Linked DNA regions of Nothobranchius furzeri: region 2 is linked to region 1. Evidence: chromatin contacts called from public Hi-C data. All regions are on one chromosome and are shown on one strand. The core of a region is the stretch at or near the end of the contact, and the rest is flanking DNA. Distances in the headings are between cores, read along the strand shown.

Evidence for each region. A called contact is a pair of places that touch in the nucleus more often than the background predicts.
Region 2: a Hi-C map of skeletal muscle shows a contact between it and region 1, with 2.7 times the contacts expected there. The contact joins the enhancer-like site here to the promoter of mrpl33 in region 1. A contact is called at or near these places in 2 of 2 Hi-C or Micro-C datasets (skeletal muscle and tail fin).

What each region holds. Positions count from the first base shown.
Region 1 is chr18:42,632,056-42,638,815 of NfurGRZ-RIMD1, reverse strand. It overlaps mrpl33 (mitochondrial ribosomal protein L33), which reads right to left and starts at 3,925. Exons shown (of 4, transcript XM_015975433.3): 1 at 3,796-3,925; 2 at 3,550-3,568; 3 at 3,372-3,478; 4 at 749-1,084. The coding sequence starts at 3,817. The coding sequence ends at 1,035. rbks (ribokinase) reads left to right here. Exons shown (of 9, transcript XM_015975431.3): 9 at 459-751. The coding sequence ends at 632.
Region 2 is chr18:42,818,818-42,825,577 of NfurGRZ-RIMD1, reverse strand. It overlaps fosl2 (FOS like 2, AP-1 transcription factor subunit), which reads right to left. Exons shown (of 4, transcript XM_015975419.3): 1 at 4,732-6,760; 2 at 2,697-2,951; 3 at 2,514-2,621; 4 at 1-1,146. The coding sequence starts at 4,860. The coding sequence ends at 607. Among protein-coding and RNA genes, the nearest start is that of fosl2, 3.8 kb to the right of the region's middle. Within about 2 kb of position 3,832, at least 1 of the 3 cell types and tissues checked has an H3K27ac peak or open chromatin away from gene starts, as enhancers often do. A contact at or near this core is called in tail fin, where this site is marked.

The DNA of each region.
Region 1 (6,760 bases), core at 2,676-5,175:
TATTGCTAACATCCCTGTTGGATGAGTTGGAAACAACATGGGAGAATGTTGGAGCACACCCGTATTATTCTAGGATGAACTGGGAATATCCAGACCCTTAACTTTCCAACTGACTAATCCAGATACGGAATCGTTTATAGCGTCAGGCAGCATCACAGCGCAGTCCGGGTAAACCGGCCAATCGGTACACAGCTCATTTAATAACTATGTCCTGGCCAAGCAGGCAGATTAAACCAGTCTTCTTATTGTGGAGTTTTCTTATGGGGTTGTTTGGCCATTTTTCAGGGCTCCTGGGCCACTTTGAGCCCCAACAATGTTTAATGTTATAAAGAGGCTCAAAGAACAGTTGTTCTTGTATTTATTTTTATTGGAGGGAGATCCATAAGATTAAATACTTTTGGTAACTAATGCCTTCTTAAAGTCCAAAATAAATGCATAATGGTGATGTTTCTCCGCAGGGAGCTGGAGACAGCTTCATTGGTGCTCTGGCGTTTTACTTGGCTGTCCACCCCACCATGACCCTGGAGGAGATGGCAGGCAGAGCCAATCAGGTGGCGAGTGTGAGTGTGCAGACCTCCGGCACACAAACGTCATTCCCCTTCAGACAGGATCTACCGGCCAAACTGTTCTGAGATCAGACACACAAACCTGTCTGCATGGACCAAGTGGATCGTCTTAGGAAGTCTGCTGCTTTAAGAAGCCTTACAATAATACATTTGACAGCTGTTGAATAAATGTGACAGTAAAATTGTCTTAAACATAATTTATTGAATAATCCCAAAGAGATCAAATGTCACAAATGTTATGGATATTTAAACAAAACTGAGAAACCTGCTGGTCCCAATGAAGACTTAACCCAGGTCTTTCCATCAAAGTGTCAGTGAGACTCTGAACCGCTCGAGGTGTATTAACCCAGGAAGAAATCTTCTGAAAGCATCAGCTGATCAGAAATGTCCCCGACTGATGCTTCCTTTAATCCATGACAACGAAAGTCTCACAGGTTTACTGTCCATGCATGTTGGTACAGAACTGAATTAAATTGATTTGATTTTCCTCTTCTCAAAAAACAGGACATGTTTGTTTACTGCAAAGACAAAGAACAGAAGACAAAGCAAAGGTTCAGTGACATGAAGTAATACTTTAGAACAGGGTATATACAGCAATCCTTAAGTAAAATTTACTACTTTTTAATACTTTTTTTTACTACCTTCAGAATTTTTTAAAAACCATCACAACACTAAATTGCAAGTGTTAATCAGCGACCTATTTACACGTATTTTAACATATATAACATACAAAAAACATAGACTTAAGAGACTCACTGATGTTGACAACGTATTGCACATATTTATTTTACTTAGAAAATAAGCCAGGCACTTCTGTTCAGCGGTTCAGACAGTTGACCACGAGGCCTGAAATGATGCACAACGACCACTGAATATGACGTCATCATTATGTGACTGGATATGCTAAAGCAGGGCTGCTCGATTATGGCAAAAACAATAATCACGATTATTGTGACTGAAATTGAGATCTCGATTATTTAAGACGATTTTTCAATTTATGTAGATTTTTTTATTTATTTTTATTCAGTCATAAAATTGCTCAGGGCACAATCAGGGCAAAAATAAACAAGAAACAAGATGATGACTAAAACAACTCCTGATTCCCAGTATAGAAAGACCAATATACTTATAGCTCATAGTTTATGACCCAAGGGCTATAGAGCTTGGTTTAACTCATTTAAGTCTAACCAGTACAGACCAAAATACCAATATCTTGCAAATACTGACAGCAAGAATTATACAGTGGCATTTATAACAAATACATGCAAATAAATTGATGTTCACAAAATGTTGCATAACATTTATTGAGTCGTGTCAAGGTGCTGTAGGAGAGTGCACTAGCACCGTGTCCTCAGAGAGATTAGTTATCAACGTGAGGAACTTATTTCTACCTGATTTATAAACTATTTATTTACAAGTCCATCAGTTAATGTAATAATTGTCCCAACCACAGCTGCACCCCCCACCCACCAACCCGGTCTCACAGCAATCGTGGGCAAGCTGCACGTGTGTTTAGCACGCCGCACGCGCACATTTAGCCGTTTTTAGTGGCTCAGGAGCCCGCAGGTACGGTGTGTGTGTCACTCACTCTGGTTACCCCAACAGGGAGCCGGCTCCGAGAGCTTTTTCTTTAGCGACTGACACATCACTACATCATTCCCTTTCCTAATGTCCTGAAGAACGGTCCGGAGCGCAGGCGGAGTGTTTAGCTAACCTGCAGCAGGAAATGTCGTCGACAGTTATCCAGAAAGTAGCTAAGGGTTACCAGAGATGTTTCTGAGGTGTTCGCTAGGTACTTTTAAGATTTAAAAAGCCAAGAAGGGGGTCTGAAAAGCTGCTAGAAATAGCGTCAAAGTCGCTAAGTTGGCAACGGAGCGCTTCATTTGTAACTCAGGGCAGCTCAAGTGGGAGGAGCAAATAATCGGCTTGTTTTATTTTTATAATCGTTCAAAACATTTCATTCGGAATATATTTCTATGTCGATGTTCAGAATATGACACCTGATAGTCTGAAAAAAATAATACCTAATTTGGAAAAAATAATACCTCTGAGACCAAATTTAACACTTTTAATGGCCTTAAATTTGACTATTTTTATTTATCACTTTTTAATACTTTTTAAAACCCCGCGGACACCCTGTAGAAGCACTGAGTTTGTTGCATTAACCTTCATGACTGTAATTATGAGATGATTAAGATCATGTTTCACAGACAGAATTAAATAATCATGATTTTCAGCTGAGTGAAATACAATAAAACGAGTTTAACAACTGGAATTGTCTCCATGACAAAATACAGTTCCTGTTGGAATGCGTAATTCTAAAAACGGCACAAGCTTTTGGCAATTTTAATCGAAAATTGATTATAAATTATGGTATTTTGTAAGTCTGTCAAACTTCACGACAAAAGAAATGTTTTTCTGATTTATAATTTACTATTTTTATTCATGAAAGTCAGAACTCAGGTCTCAAAATCCTAAACTGCTCTTCGTTGCTAACACAGCTTCATTAGAAACAGTTCAGGCTCGTGTGCAAATTACTTCACTATACTACAGCTTGATAGTTTTAGTTTTTTTAGTGGGGGCCGTGTAAAAAAGTAATTATGTTTCAAGATATATAAGATACCTTGTCTTAATTTCCCTCAATGCATGTTTGCCTGTTATACGTTTTTAAATGCGGTTAGGGGCTAATAGAGTGAAATAATTGCTAGTGAGGAGTTGGTGCATTGGCACAGAAACACCTGAGTCTAGTCTTCTGACTGTATTTTAAAAACGAGTTGTGTTCAGCTCTTATTATTTTAATCTCACCAAACGGATCGTGTTTACGTAGCACCAGTTTTTCTTTCAGTCGATTCCTCTTGGTGTTGAAAAAGTATCCTGTCCCAGCAGCACTGACCATCTGCACCAGGATGGTCCTGGGGGAGGAAGAACGTTAGTGACCATTTCACAACGATCCAACTGAAATTTATTCAGACGCTTCACTTACTTAGATTTGGCTTTTGCCACTGAAAGAGAGAAGATAACACGTTACAAAGCAGTCAGACTCAAATGCTGCAATTGTTTTATTGACTATCAACCTCCCACGCATGTTGGAAAGCAAAGGAGCGAAGCGAGAGTAGCTAGCCACAAGCTACAATCCAGCTAAAGCAGCGCGACTAGTTTTATTAAACACACAGAACCGACTATGTTAGCGGATACTCTAAAGTATTCGTTAAGTGCCTTGGATACTCACAATTTACGGTTGTAAGAAACATTTTGTAGGTTTCTACTTGTTTTCGAATAAAGCTATAAAACGCAAAACGAACGGGTCACATTGAAAATTTGTTTTTCCAGGTCAAATAAAAGTACTTCCGGTTTTTCTTAAAGGCGCAGCGTACCAGAAACGTTTGTATTAAATATGGCGCGAACATTATTTTTTTATGATTTAGTCTTGTTCAGTACTCCAGGCTTTCAATATATATTTAAAAGTGCACAGTTTATAAATTTAATGGATTTTCTCTTATTTTCTGACCAGATCATCAGAATGATGTGCAAATTAATCAAATGGCCGAAGTTGCCAAGTGGAAGTGAAAATAGGAGGTGGCAGGCAGAAAAAGCATGCATGCAATAGATGGACAGGGTCTAAAAACATTTATATTCAAAAGCAGAAAAATAATTTAAAGATCTGACAAAAGGGATTAAAGAATAATCATCTTTTCGCTGATTAATTAGATATTATTTTAACCTTCATGTTTAATTTTTTTCATCACTTTTGATTTCTTTGTATTTTCAATTTTCTTCAAGCTGATTTAAATCCAATTTTAAACATGTGACATGTGTAAAAACAAAATATGAGAAAATTAGAGAAGCATCGGGTCTTTTTTTATTTTATTTTATTTTATTTTATTTTGATCATTTAAAAGATTTTTTTTCACATTATTTAGCTTTTCCTGCCCTAGTAATTCACAAAAAATTCTATTCATCTTTGTTGTGTTTTCGTAACAATTACTAAGTTTTTTTAAAGATGGTGGCTGAAACACAAAAAGTTGCTGGAAATTTTAATAAAAGGCAACAGAATTCTTTACACAGCCAATCACAAAAATGCCAAGCTCAAAGACTCTTGCATCAGAAGCATCTCTTTTTTGCGCAAACATGGCTTTCTGTTCTATAAAGAGGAACTGATCTTTAGTTCTTTATTTTATTTATTCTTTCTCTGAAATTTAACAGCAGCTGTCAGAAGAGCAAATTACAAGCATGTCTAACAATCGGGCCGCCAAACTAGAAGCTAGAAAGATAAAAATCCTCCAATGGATTTCCTTGCAGTCAAACAAACAGAAAGCAATGAAAGCCACCGTGGAAAATCCAAGTGATGCTCGTTGTCGGTCGCCCTGTCTGCAGCCTTGAGCAAGCGACTCCGATTCCATTATTGGGCTGTAAGGAAACAGACAAAGTCGACTCTGGAATGTCCCAAACCTTGGCTAAAAGAATGTCTCTCAAAGAAGATCAGTGGGTCTGAAACTAGTAATGTCACCATGGAAATCCCCTCAAGTCCTCACAAAACAGAAACTCAATATCCTTCTTGTGGCCACACTGAAACGTTGGTGGAACAAGAGTTTTAACCTGCTCTAAAGCGTTTCACCATGACTAATACAATGGTGGTATTTTCACCAGGTTCATGTTTGTCCTCTTTGTGACCTTTGTGTGACCTCGACAGAATAACTTGTTTTTTGTCCTCAGAGGAAATTGTTCCAAAAGCCAAAAAGAGTCTGAATAGTTTTCTGCAAACATGATATTCCCACCAATTCTTTGTGATTGCCATTTACTTCCTTCAGATAATCTCTCATAGAAGGAAAAGTGAGACTTTCTTCTTCATGTTTTCTGTTTTTGTTTCCAGACGTTTTAAGTTTTGGTTCAACTTTGAGAAGCACAGTCAGCGGCTCCTCTGGGTAAAAAACACATTGGTGTTACTTTCAGCGGATATCAAAATGTTTATTCAAACAGAAAATACAAAGAAAAAGAGGAAAAATGTGGCAGCTAATTCAAAATGGCCATAAGATCAGTGGTTTCAAACACCTACTGGGGGGTCTAGAGAAGATCTCAAAGTTTTTAAATAATAATTAAAATATTTTGGTCACACTTTTTTTTACAATAAGATCAATATAATAAAGAGTTAATGTTGTTGCGGATTTATTTGTTTTTGACATTTGTATCCGTTCGTCCGTCGGGTCAGATCATGGAGACGACAAGTCCAGTAGGGAAGCCCCGAGAGTCCATCCCACTCTCTAGTTCCTTCTAGGATCCCAAGGTGTGTGAGATTACTACGCCCCTGGAGTGACTTCTGAGTTCACTTGAAGGACTCCTCCCACTGGGGTTGCCCGTGAAACCCCTAGATAGGTGACATGGAGGCATCCCTTTTAACATGAACCACCTCAGCTGACTCCTTTTGAGGAGACGCAGCAGCAGCTCTAGTCTGACCTCCTCACCTCAGCACCCTAAGAGGAAGCTCGTTTCATGGGCCCAAGTTCTTCTCCTTTAGGGTCATGATCCATGTCTGGTAAACGGTAAATGGCCTGTATTTGTATTACCGTTACACATTCTTAGGGTTCTACAACCCCCCAAGGTGCTTTAAAATACAATCAGTCATCCACCTATTCACACGCTGGTGATGATGAGCTACGATAGCCACCGCTGCCCTGGGGCGCACTGGCAGAGGCGAGCCTGCCGAGCACCGGTGCCAGGGTGGGTGAAGTGTCTTGCCCAAGGACACATGAGCAGCATTCTCTGGCAGGAGAACTGACCCTACAACCCTCCGGCTGCTGGACAACAATCTCTGCCTCCTGAGCCACCGTAAGAAACTGTCAGAGGTGGAAAGAATACTGAAATGTCCTACTTAAGTACGAGTACCAATACTTTGACAATATTTTACTCAAGTACAAGTAAAAGTACTTGCCTAAATTTTTACTCAAGTAAAAGTAAAAAACATCGTACATAAAATGTACTCAAAGTAAAAGTTACTTAGTTACATTTTTGTCGGCGTAAGGATGGCTACATCTAAGTAGTGCAAAATCACAACGCCAGTTTACAATTCGCTCGTGTGCGCAAAACGCTGAGAATCCGCTAGTTATGAGCGCTAAACGCATGGACGTAATTTTGGGGGGGGACAGGGGGGACATGTCCCCCCCCCCACTTTTTCCAAAGTCAAGTTTTGACCCCTGCAC
Region 2 (6,760 bases), core at 2,583-5,082, 190 kb before region 1:
CCGTAAATTCAAGCCACTACGGCAAAAACAGAAAGTACTGAGGAGCTGGTCGCCGACCGGCTCGACGGCGAGCGACGCGGAGGCGGCGCCCGGCAGACGAGCACGCTGCTTTTCTACAGGCAGGTTTAAAAAGGAGAGGACAACCAGCACGGGCCATAAATACAACGAGATGATGGAGGTCGCAGCAGGAGCGCGCTCCCGCCTCATCCAAAGTCTCTCCTCGGAAATCCCGGAACGGCGCCGGCCTCGCTCCGTCGTTTACCGTCCGATTGGTCTCGGCAGAGTGCAAGTGTCGTTGAGCCACATGGCTTTGCTTCCATGCTTTCAAAAATATATATTATTATATATTCTTTATATATTAGGAGGTTCTCTGGCTTCGGTCGCACCGGCGCCGTCTTTCTGCAGACGCGGCGGTGGACAGGTCGACACTCTGGAGTAGAAGTGGTTGATGTCTTTTCGAGGAGCGGGAGCGCGGCATAGCCCTTGTGGGTCCCCGTCCCCTCGGCTCACACTGTCTGGACTTTAACATGTGCTCTAAGACACTGGGGTGGGTGGGGGGGTGGGGGGCAGGGTTCGGCCACAGTGTTGGCGTTTGCCCCAAAAAGCTCAAAGCGCCAGCAGCGTGGGCGAGTTGAGGGAGTCGGACGACTGGTCGCCGCTGCTGCTGCTGCGCCGGTGAGCCTTGGAGCAGGACTCGGAGGAGGGCGACGGGCTCTCGGGCTCCATCATGTTGGGGTAGGTGAAAATGAGGTTGGGGGCGTTCGGCGTGGCAGCTGGAGTGGACGCCACCACCACCGGCGTGTTCAGGCTATCTCCGTCCGGGCAGTACATCCCGCCGCTGATGCCGCCGCCCCCCAGGCAGATGGGCTTGATGACGGAGCGCTGAGGTTTGCCCACCTTGTCCTCCTCCATGTCCTCGGGCTCCTGCTTCACCACCACCTGGCTCAGATGAGCCCGTGAGCTCATGTTGGGGCGCATGGTGAGCGGCAGGGGGGCGCACTGCTGCGGCTGGTGGCGCTCATCCATGGGCAGCTTGCACACGGGATTGTGGGCCACCAGCATGAACTCCAGCTTGTCTTTCTCCTTCTGGAGGCTCTCGATCTCCTTCTGCAGGTCCGCCTTCTCCTCCTCCAGCTTCTCCGTCTCCTGTTGGGTAAAAACAACACGTGAGCTCGAGGGGCGCTCGGGAAGAGAGCAGTCTGTAAAAAACTAGAAATCAGCCAAATCTGGAATAAAAAGCACAAAAAAAGAAAATAAAGATGAATTAAAAACAAACAGAACGTAAACAATGCAGAAATTTTAAAGAGATTTTTAAATCTAAAGACTAGAATGGTGCCTCAGATCGTAACGTCTCATAAAACAAGTGATTTCTATGTTTTAATAAGAAAATCTTCATTTTTGTTATACAGAAATTTTACATTTATTCGTTTTTAACCCGATTTCTTCGTCCACGAGGCTGATTATTAAACTTTTCTGCATTTTTAAAAGAAATCTTTCTGAGTTTTATTCATCAGCTTTCCTGCATTAAAGCTCGTTTAGATAAACGGACTAAGACGTGTTCTGAAGGCTCTCCAGAACATCGAAGATGTTTTCTCCTCTGTGACTCATTCTGCGTGTTTCAGAGGCGTTCTAGCTCCAGATTTCAACACTTTTATAAAAAATGAGATGAATAATCTGCTGCCGCCAGTTTTTATTTGAACTTTTTGTTTTTAAATCTGATGAAACGAGCAGCAGACTGTCTGCGACTCCCCAGAGATCCCACAGAGGGCAGGGTTTGCTGGCGTCTCACCCCGCCCAGCATGTCACCCTGCAGCCCGAGTTTGCCGGATGACTGTTTGTGTGTTGGAGGAGGAATTAGATGCACTTCTGCAGCGCGTCGTCCAATCAAGTGAGATAAAGCCGACGTGCTGTCTGAGAACTTTGACTCAAGGGCAAAGGTACGAGGAAGTTGTTCAACAGGAGCAAAGAGGTGTGACGTAAGCGTCGACTGGGATCAGTCCAGGGAAAAGTAAACACTGAAGCCGAGTTTCTCCTGAAATTTCTGCTCCTCTTCCGGATTTTGATGTTAGGAAGGATGGAAGTGGAGATCTTAGACGCAGAGCGTCTCCACCAGCGGCGTCCTCCTTCACGAAACACCCTGTTTTCATGCAGACGGCTGCCTACAGCACATTCCGTTCCAGTTTTTTTGTTCTTTATGACCAGACAAGCTCAAACCTCACAGTAATTCCACTAATTAGCCCATTTAGATGCCTTTGCTGTCTGTGAGCCGTGAGACAGCCCGACCTCTGTCTGCAGCTGGCCGAGACAAAAAGCTTTTCAGCACCTGTCAGCTCCTCGCTCAGACCTCGCACTTAAGAGTCAAACCGGGTTGTAAAAGCAAGAGTGGAGCTCAGACTTTCAGCACAAATCTGCCTTTTGAGCCTCGTGTTGCTTAAATTCAGCTCGTTCTGTTAGGAAATGACTGAACGTGGTGTAGAAGACAGAAAGGTTCTGGTTCCAGGTTCTAAACTCACCCCTTGCAGCATTTCTGTCAGCTCTCGCCGGCGGTTGCGGCATTTGGCTGCGGCCAACTTGTTCCTCTCACGCCTCACTCGTCTCTTCTCCTCTTCCTCTGGGGAGAGCTGCGCAGAACAACAGAGGCGTTATTTTAAATAAGACGTCTGACATCCGTGTGAAAACTTTCGGGCGTCTCTCACCTGCTCGTCCCTTTTGCGGCGACCTCTGGCGTCGCCGATGGAGCGGATGACCCCGGGCCGAGCCAGGGCGTTGTGGGCCAGCAGCCCCGGCCCGTTGGTCAGGTGATGGCTGTACGGATGCGAGCGGGAGTAGGGGTTGGACATGGAGGTGATGACGGTCGGCTGCACCATCCACTGCAGGTCTTGGCTGGTTGTGATTGCATTTATCGTTGGGATGAAGGCACTGTTGGAGCCGGGCATGTCAACCCTGTACTTCTGCAAGAACAGACACAAGCAGCTGATGAGAAACAGGAAAAAGGGGGCGTGGATGCACAGTGGAGGGGGGAATGATCCAAAACTGGGGAACTGGTGAGCAGCTAAAGGACGCTATTTAATCCCATAAGCATCTTAGTGTCTGTGTAGCTCACAGCTCAAACTCAGTGTCACCTCCACCGCCACCCACCATTACCACATTCACACATTTCCCACATTTTATAGTAATGATTCAATCGTCATGGACTGGAACCCCTGGAGAGGGACAATGACACATGCTGTGAATCATGTGGGAAAGCCCAAGGTGTCCACTTCATCTCATTTCACTACAACAGGCCCGGAACCAGTGGCCTGGACTGGAGAACCTCTCCTTTCAACCCAAATCTGTACCCTTCTGCTCACTTTTGACTTTTCTAAAGAACATATGTGAAACTTTCCCTACAGTCAGGTTAAACTGTGGTTTATAGTTGATCTGAGGCTAAATTAAATGAATAAACTTTGTGTTTTGAGCACAATCAAACACACGCACGTTCCAAATGTACGCACGTCCTTGCGCGTAATTCCCGACTTTCCGTCGGATATCCCGGCGGTCTGCTGGAACTTTGTTTATCTGGTGACTCATTGTGTTCAGGATTCGTTCAGCACGTGAATCTCTCTCGGTTCCAATCATGAGGAGGCGGCCGCGAGCTGGGACAGTTAATGGATATGAGGAGCAGAAGAATTACCCAAACGCGTTCTGGAGAAGGATCTGGGAGTTGTGAATATTCCTAAACACTTTGAGCGTGATAGCATTCCTGCAGGTGTAATAAAGTGTTGTTTCGGGATGGGGGGTGTCCTGTTCCGGCGCGCAGTCATGAGCTCTGAGTGAATGATTACACAGAACCGAAGGTTCGGGCCAAAAGTCGTTTACAGTAATGCAGCGCGCGCCTGACGCGTTTCCAGAGAATGTACCAAGACTGGGGCGTGGGGAAACGGCATGTTCCCGGATTCAGATCCTACTTTTGGGAATAAACACTCGTCACGTTCCAACACTCCCTGTGAAGTGGAGGGTTTGGTTCACCAAGCTGGCATTTCCTCAGTAAGGAAGTGTGGGCTTTTGATGGCGCTGTTGTGGGTCTAAGCGCGCGCTTCCCGCTGGAGGAAATGTGCCATGCACGGCCCGAGAGCTGTCTGGTCGAATCAGACCATCCATCCAGCCCGTGACCGGATGTTTCAGCATCAATAACGTAAACATATCCGCCAGCTTTCGTTTGAGCCCACTGCTGGTCTGGGCTGATCCCGCCTGTTGCTTCCAGGCTGAGCTGCGTCTCCTGCTTGGTACAGCCCGTGAGGTGTGGAGGTGAATTATCTTCAGGATGTTTATCCTTGCACGCAAGACTAAAATGGTCGCAATCGAAAAAAGAGCACGAATGTGCCGCAAACGCACCAGAGCGACAGAAACATTCTCACATCTGGATATCAGATGCACAGAATTTCATGTTGCGTTTTTTTCTGCACAGATTTGCGAACAAAACACACAAACGGATGCATTTGACCAACAACCCGTTTGATTCTTGTGGATAAATGGTTCATTTGGGTGCGTAAAATCCACATTTTTCGTCACTTCCACGCGCATCGGCGACATTTTCCACATCAGCCACACAAACAAGCTGTGTGACAGAAACTCAACGTGAAATCCGAGCATAAATGAACTCCCTATGTTGGGAAGTGGCGAGCCACTGAAACACAATTTAAACACATTTCCCAAGAGGCTGCGCACCTAGAGCAGCCATGTTTGCGTTACCTGGTAGTTTGAGGTAGAGATCGGACTTCCGATCGTGCTGCTGCCGCTTGTGAAGGACTCTGGCTGGGCCGGAGAGGTGCTGCTGCCGCGGGAGGAGGTGTCGTAGTTTCCGGAGTAGTCCTGGTACATGATCCGGGACGGAGGAAGGTTTCCGTAGACCGCTTGAGCTCTGGAGCCTTTTCTGTTTTAAATCGTGAAATTCCTCGCAACGAAAAGGCACCAACGAGAAAATTCCTTTGATTTCAGACGTTTTTAATTAAAATATCCAAGAAGAAATAAGAAAGATTGGTGGAAAAGTGCAATTCTGCCCTAAAACATGATGATGTACGTTACGAGTTGTGTTTTGTAGCAGCCCTGTGCGTAAAGACGTTGTGCTTTTATGGTTCTGATCCCAGACGGCACTAGTAAAGATCGTCTCTGGTGCGCAAACTTGAAGTTAGGGTCAGCAGCGCACCTTCGGATCCAGAAGTCAGAGTGACTCACGCAGGTGATCGCTGGCTTTAAAAACTCGAGTCTGTTTTGAATCGTTTGAATATTTTCCGCCGCTTTCCCGTCTTCTCGAACTCCGAGACCTCTGCTGCTCACGGAACACTTCGAACTTTTTTTCTTTCCCTTTTCACCCCACTTCCTAGAGATGACTCACTTCAATGGCACTATGAAGAAGCGCGACAGCTTTTCAACGACAACGAAACGCCGACGTCACGCCTGGGCGTTGCTACTTCCAGCCGGGGAGGGGTCGCTGCTGCTGCGAGCGCAGAGATCCGCCGCGACCGGCTCCTCTCCCGGCGGACAGCGGAGACTCAACACGAATCCAGATTCGCATTGAAAGCAAAGTAAACGCGTCTGCATTTGTTTTGCTGTTTAAAGCTGGGACATATGTGCGCGCGCTAAAGCTCGCCATTTTTGTCTGACTTTCTTCGGTCCATTGACGCATGTTTCCTAAAATGGGCAGTTGCGTCAGAGCGCGCGTGTGGGTTTCCTTGGTAAAGAGGTAGCGTCAGATTCTGGAGGGATTCCCTCCCCTCTCGCGCTGAGCTCCGGCCTCGGAGCTCTCAGGTCCGGTTTCGGTTTTTTTATCAGCGGAAAATTAAAACACAAAAACAAAGAAGCATAAAAATGATTTCCTTCCGTGCATGAATCCTGATACAAGAGCTCGGACACGCAGTGTTTGCGCACACTTGAGTTTTTTGTGTTATTTGGCACCGACGCGTTGTGCGTAATTTGGAGATTTGGCACATATCGCCGCGCACGGTCAGGCCTAACGACTGGGTCAGCACAGAACAGCGAGGAGGCGTCAGAAGGAATGTGTGAAATGTGGGCTAATTGTAATTCGGACGCACCTCATGAAAACAAGGGCACGGCGCCCAGAAAGTGACACGTTAGGCGAAATAAAACGTCCTATTAGGTGTAATCCAATCCGCCACGGCTCCATTTTTAATCTGCATCGCTGCAACTGGCTGAGCGGAGCTACTGGAGCTGTTCTCTGTGCGCGTCTTTGCTAGAAAGAGAGGCTCAAACCAAAGTTTCATTTGGTGAGTTGCGTCTGCAGGGGGGTCTGAGTGACCGCTCACTGTGGCGCGTGCCCAAAGCGCCTCAGACCTTGCAGGGTTCCTGCACGAGTCCCACTTGACTCCGTTGAACTCGGAGCTCTTTCGCTGTTTCAGAACCAGAAATCACTCAGATGTGTATGAAATCTTTATTTGAGTGATACTAATGTATGATTAGTGTTTATTATCTGCCAGCGGCGCAGCTTTGCAGCATGACTGCTGTTGCTACGCGACGCAGCTTCTGCTAAAGTGCTTGGGGAAATCTAATCAGCCACAGTCCTATAATTAATGCCATAATATGATCCGAGTTGCTCCCTTCTGCGCCAGTTTGCGTAAAACACGGCTTGACAGTGTGACGTGCTCCGACGAGAGTTCGATTCTCACGTTTACATCCGAGAAGGAATCAAACGGACAAAAGCTTAAAAACACCCAGAGGGTAAACAAAAAGCTGCTCTGGTCCAAAGGGTCACGGTCGGGTCAGG